2 separate regions of the Mus musculus genome follow, and region 2 is linked to region 1. Evidence: chromatin contacts called from public HiChIP or PLAC-seq data. All regions are on one chromosome and are shown on one strand. Each heading gives the region's core, a stretch centred on a gene start, on an enhancer-like site or on the middle of the called end of the contact. The rest is flanking DNA. Distances are from core to core; before and after follow the strand shown.

What was found. HiChIP or PLAC-seq counts read pairs in DNA pulled down with a chosen protein or histone mark.
Region 2: a contact with region 1 is called in an H3K4me3 HiChIP or PLAC-seq map of bone marrow-derived macrophages, with 6 times the contacts expected there. The contact joins the promoter of BC029722 here to the promoter of Acss2 in region 1. A contact is called at or near these places in 16 of 39 promoter capture datasets (the 3T3-L1 cell line, 3T3-L1-derived adipocytes, the C10 cell line and 10 more), 2 of 15 datasets of contacts at CTCF or cohesin (the NIH/3T3 cell line and large pre-B cells), 19 of 484 Hi-C or Micro-C datasets (the C10 cell line, the C2C12 cell line, CD4 T cells and 15 more), 13 of 115 datasets of contacts at active chromatin or transcription factors (the SCID.adh cell line, astrocytes, bone marrow-derived macrophages and 6 more) and 5 of 9 other capture datasets (adipose tissue, embryonic stem cells, liver and 2 more).

Annotation. Positions count from the first base shown.
Region 1 is chr2:155,516,610-155,519,463 of GRCm38.p6, forward strand. It overlaps Acss2 (acyl-CoA synthetase short-chain family member 2), which reads left to right and starts at 1,434. Exons shown (of 18, transcript NM_019811.3): 1 at 1,434-1,675. The coding sequence starts at 1,498.
Region 2 is chr2:155,817,898-155,820,597 of GRCm38.p6, forward strand. BC029722 (cDNA sequence BC029722) reads right to left here and starts at 1,335. Exons shown (of 2, transcript NM_001384169.1): 1 at 1,269-1,335; 2 at 1-1,186. The coding sequence starts at 1,183. The coding sequence ends at 1,028. Mmp24 (matrix metallopeptidase 24) reads left to right here. Exons shown (of 9, transcript NM_010808.4): 9 at 1-469. Eif6 (eukaryotic translation initiation factor 6) reads right to left here. Exons shown (of 6, transcript NM_010579.2): 6 at 1,940-2,214. The coding sequence ends at 2,205.

The DNA of each region.
Region 1 (2,854 bases), core at 184-2,683:
CAATGAAGTGTGTATTTGTTCAGAGGGGTTGATGTCTCCTTGAGAAAGTATCTGTTCCCTCGCTGAGACCCTTGTCTATTCTACAAGGTCTGTATGTGCTTAGTGAGCCTTAAAACCTCCCCTCAGGATTGGGTTGGCTCTGGATCATATGTCTGAGCATGTGTTTTTCAGTTTAGGGTGGGCTAAGCATATGGTCAGTTGGACAAAGATCAGTGTAGCAGGTGAGTTGATGGGTCACAAGCCCTAAGTAGACATTAAATGGCAGGAGCTGGCTGCTTCAGACCTCAGATTCACTCTTGTAGCTAAATAATTAAAGATCCTTGTTTTGACAGTCTGAATTGTAAGATGAGGTAGTCCTTGGTGATAACTGTAGGAAGGAAGTGGAGGGTGTCCTGCTCGGCTTCCTTTTGGGTGAAGAGGATAGAGGGACGCCAGAGGGAAGTAAACTCAATTTGTGGCAGATAGGTGTGTACTTAGGTGAATTAAAGAATGTAATTTTTCCTCTTTATACTTGTATTATTTTATATTGCATAGACCTTGTATTTTAAGATCTGGCTTTCTGTTTATGTTAGTAAAAACAAACAATACAAGAACTCAGATCTGACCATAACTTGATCTTTATCTGCTCCCCGACTTTGTGACATTTCCCTTCCTTTTCTGAATTTACCTTTAGTGCTAAGAGAATTTGTGCGTTTGGAGCCAATATCTGAAGGATCCTCCTCGTCTTCACTTAAGAGTCTTGTACTTTACATCAGGATGGAGATTTATGGAGGCAAAAAGAATGACATGTCCTAAGAGGTGGGAGAGAATCAGAACGAGTTAGCAGGAAGGTTCATATTGGGGATCTGTGCCCTCAAGGTCGCGGAGGAATTTTTCCATGGGAACGGAATAGGGGTGCTGTTCGGTGGGAGACTGTGGAGTGTCACCCAGAAGGAACTGTACTGCACTTGGCTATCCAACTCTGGAGTGACAGGATCACGCAATCAGACCACGGTAATTGCACAACGGATGACACAATGCCTCTTATTAGCCAGCCTTTCATGTCTCAAGCTGCGCGGCGCCGTAACCCAACCCTTGTCACTCCAAGACCCTAACTTGGTCACTCCACAGCCTTGCCTCCTCTCGTGTCACATCCAGCCGGGCTACACCCCATCACTCCACGGGCCCGCCTCCTCGCCTGTCACCTCTGGCCCCGCCCCTCCACTGTCATTCCAAGGCCCCACCCCTCTCCTGTCATTCCCTGACCATTCCTTCTGCTTTCACTACGGCTCCACCCCTTCCGGCAAGACAGCTCCGCCCTTACCCCTTGTCTTCAGCGGTTTTTGCTGACCCCGCCCCTTCACGCACGGCCCTACCCACTATTGGATGCCTAGAGCACGGCCTCTAGCCTCAGGCTCCGCCCTCACCCGAGGCCCCGCCTCTAGGGTCGACCTGTTTTCCCCGCCCCGGCACCCGCAGCGACCGCAACGGCGGACAAGGTGTTCGGAACTTGATGCGATGGGGCTTCCCGAGGAGCGGCGCAAGAGCGGCAGTGGAAGCCGGGCTCGTGAGGAGACCGGCGCCGAGGGCCGGGTGCGGGGTTGGTCCCCGCCGCCGGAGGTCAGACGCTCGGCGCACGTCCCCTCTCTGCAGCGCTACCGCGAGCTGCACCGGCGTTCTGTGGAGGAGCCACGGGGTGAGGCTGGGCCCGAGCGACTCTTGGGGGCGCCAGTGAGCAGAGGAGCGGGAGTCCGAGGGAGATTTACCGAGCTCCGTTAGAAAGGGAGGAGATGGAGGGTCCCTGAGGGACATGGAAAAGGGATTCGAAAGAGATGGCGTTCTGTGAGAAGAAGGAGGCATCTGTGAGGCGAGACTTCCTAGAAGTTGGGGCACTCTCTGGCGACTTGGCAGTTTTGGGAGATGCGAGTTTTCACGAGGAGATGCGGGTTCCGTGAGAAGAAGCGGGGATCGGTGAGGAGAAAGTTCCCTGAGAGAGCCCTCGAGGTGAAAGGAAGGGCTCCAAGGAGCAAGGGTGAACCTTGAGGGAAGGAGAGCCCTGAAGAGAATCACCTTTGCCTCCAATTCAACCATGCCTCCCTCAGACCTTTAACGAATGCACCCATCTCGTTTTGCTCAGCGTCAGTGCAAGTCTGTTTCCCATCTAGGAGTCCTGCCTCTGTGTAAAATGACAGCAATCCCAATACACAACTGTACGAGTTGTCAGTATGCCGATGCTTTGGTTGTTTTGATGGTATAGTGAACAAAACAAGACGGAGTGAGGTTTACCACCAAGCCTGTTTGTTTTGTTTTGTTTTGTTTTGTTTTGTTTTGTTTTTTTGCTTAAAAAAACCAAAATTGGATCTAAATTCTAGTAACTCAGAGTCTGAGAGACAATTCTATGCCTTGACACGTTCTTAAGTGTCAGGACAGTTTAGGGTGCAAAACCACGATCTGGCCAGGCCTTTAATCCCGTGCACTGGGGAGGCAGAGGCAGGTCTTTGTAAGTTCAAGGCCAGCCTGCTCTACGTAGGTAGTTCCAGAACAGCCACGGCTCCATAGTGAGACTCTGGCCTACCACCACGTCCTGGCTGAGAGGGAGCATGATATTTGGTAGTAAGGTAAACACAAGCCACAAATCCTGCCCGAAAAATACATACATAGCTTTGCTTGCAGTCTTAGGCAGATTTAAAAACTTATATTGAATGTATTCATCTCTAAGATAGGAAAGCTAACACTAGATTCATAAATTAAAAAGTCCAAAGTGGGTAATAAAAGGGTCCATTATCGAATAGTTGATACCCAGCAGACATTAAATAAGTAATGATTTAAATGTTTAAGAACAATGTGGATGAGGCAGATACTGAACAATGCAAAA
Region 2 (2,700 bases), core at 85-2,584, 300 kb after region 1:
CCCCATCAGTGGGCCCTTCCAGGGTCCGAGAAAACTGTCTCTTCTAGTCCTCTCCTCTGGGCCTCCCTCCCCCAGTCCCCTGGTCCCTCTCCTCAGGTTGGTGCTCACTTCTTGAAAGCTCTAGGCCCCGCAGGCTCCCTGTTGGCTCCTGGCATTCCAAGGCCAGTTGCGAAAGAGCAGGGGATGGAGGCAGGCAGCCCAGGCTGCAGATGTGAGGGACACAGGGCCGGGCCCAGAGAGGGCTCAGCCTAGAGGCTTCCAATCTTGGATTCTTCTGCCTGCGGTCATCTGTTTGTCCATCAGCCCAGGTCAGAGCAGTCAGAGGGGCAAAGTACTAGAGCCCCCAGAGCTCAGCTTCCCCTCGGCCTGGGTGACATCACAGCATCTCAGTGTCGGTCACATTTTAAACTGATCAGCCTTTGTACAATGTTTTTTAAATCATTTCTAAATAAAACAGAAATACAGTGTTTTTTCCCCTGGGGTATGGGAACAAAGACCAGGGCATATGTGTGCCCGTAAGAAGTTTCAGGGAGAAAAGGGTACCCTGGGAGTGTACTTCTGCAGTTGCCTCGTGCATCTTCTAACCAGCAATCAATGTCCTGTCCTCCCCACCCCACCCCAACCCGTCACCCAGGAACCTCAGGAGTACGGGAGGGTCATTGTGGCAAGACTTCTCTGGAGACAGGGCACATGGGGCTATGGCCAGGCAGCAGCTCAGTTCTAGCGAGGGGGAAACCAGGATTCAACAGCATCAAGAGCCTGCCAGGACGCCTCATCTGATCCTGGCTCTTCCTCTTAAGGAAATCAGCCCAAGGACAGAGCTGAAAGGGGGCGTGGGAATGAGCTGGTTCGGGGGTCTGTCAAGTCTGAAGCTGAGGTGCAATTCTCTGAGGTGGCCCTGAGGGACTTTCAGTCTCCGCGATCTTTCTTGAATCTCTGCCCAGAGGGAGTAAGACAGGAAATCACAGGGTGAGGAGATAAAAGCCAGGCCAGGCCCAGGAGGGCATGAAGGCCAGGGGTGGCCGGGTCAGTACCAGGACGTGCAGGCGATTAGAAAGCGCACGTCGTCCAGTGGCCCCCACGGGCCAGGTTCCGGCTGAGGCTGCTGCGGACCCTGCGGCGCTGGAGGCTGGGGCTGCGCGGGCTCCGGGCCATCCTGGCCACCACTCAGGAGAGCGCCCATGGTCTGTAATAGAAGCCCATTTGGTACCATGCCAGAGCAAGTGTCACCCCACCCATCACCACCCTCTACCCGCGCGTGTCCTCACCTCAGGCAGTAAAGTGAAAGCAGAGCTGCACGGAAGCCGTCTGGCCTGGGAGGAGCAGCGTTATGACGCAGCCGAGACAGAGAAGGAAGGCCTTCGCACGCCAGGGGCGGGCCCCGTGAGCACGGGAAAGGCAGGGCCACTAGCCAACCACGCCCAGGGCCCAAGGCTCCGCCCCACTTAGAAGAAGGCCCTGCTAGAGCCACAGGAGGCGGCCTGGCTTCCCAAGGAGGCTACCCCATCTTCAAATTCAGGCAGGACCAGAATGCACTGCAGCTGAGTGCCTATGGCCTCACAAAGGCCCTGGCAGGGAGAAGAGCTGGGTGTCTCATTCTGAGGCCAGGGAGGGCCGAGAGGCTGGAGCTGGCTTGAAATGGAACCCAGAAGCCAGCACTACTTCCTCTTGTTCATCTCTTCTTTGAGGGGTGGGAGGGATCTCATTATGTATCCCTAGCTGTGCTAGAACTCAGTGTGTAGCCAGGCTGACTATGAACTGGAGATCCCCTCTGCCTCCGGGATTACTGGTGTGTTCCACCACCCCCTGCAGGTCTCCCATCCTGTTGAGGGAAAACACTGCATGTCATCCCACCCAACTTCCCCACAACCCAGGAACTGCTGTAGAAGGAGGTGTTGCAAACTGAGGCCACACACACACACACACAGCACACTGAGGATGGTGGGAGGCAGTCCTTTAATGGGGTGGGGCACAAGATAGCAGAACTTTCATCCAAGAGCCACAAGAACTGAAAGCCAGCATGACAGGGCAGGCTTTCCAGTAACAATTGTCAAGAGATGGCACAGGTGAAGGGTTGGGCAATCAATTCAGCTCTACCGAGCTCTGCCATGCCCCACTGCCAGCATCTGGTACAGACTAGCTCAGGCATGGAAAATGAGCCAAAGTCCAGAGGCAGGAGCCCACACGGCAGCATGGACGGTGACTCATGTGAGGCTGCAGAGAGAGGAATGGATTACATATCAGGAGCTGTTTTACAAGGTACACGTGGCCCCACCCTAGACCTGTTCTAGTTCAGTCCTTGAAAAGCCACACTTGGAACCCCACCTGTTCCAGGGTTCCAGACTGACTATATCCTGTGTAAGATCAAGCCTAAAACTCCCCACGTTTGAGACAGGAGCAAGGAAAAGTCAGTGAGAGCAGGATGTGCCCAGACCAAGCCTCTCAGAGACCAGGCCAAGGCCAAAACTGCCTTCCTTTTCCAGAACTCTTCATTACTGCTGATACAAAAAGTCACAAATACTAGACTGAAAAACAGACGTGCTCTCTCTAAGGATTAAGTGGATCACTGGTATTGGAGGAAGTAATCATTCATGATACTGAAACCGAGGTGCTCACTGTGTGCAGCATGCACAGGCTCGTGTCAGCTCTTTCCTCGGCTGCTTCTTCACTTTCCTTTTTGAGTCAGGGTCTCTCACTGAG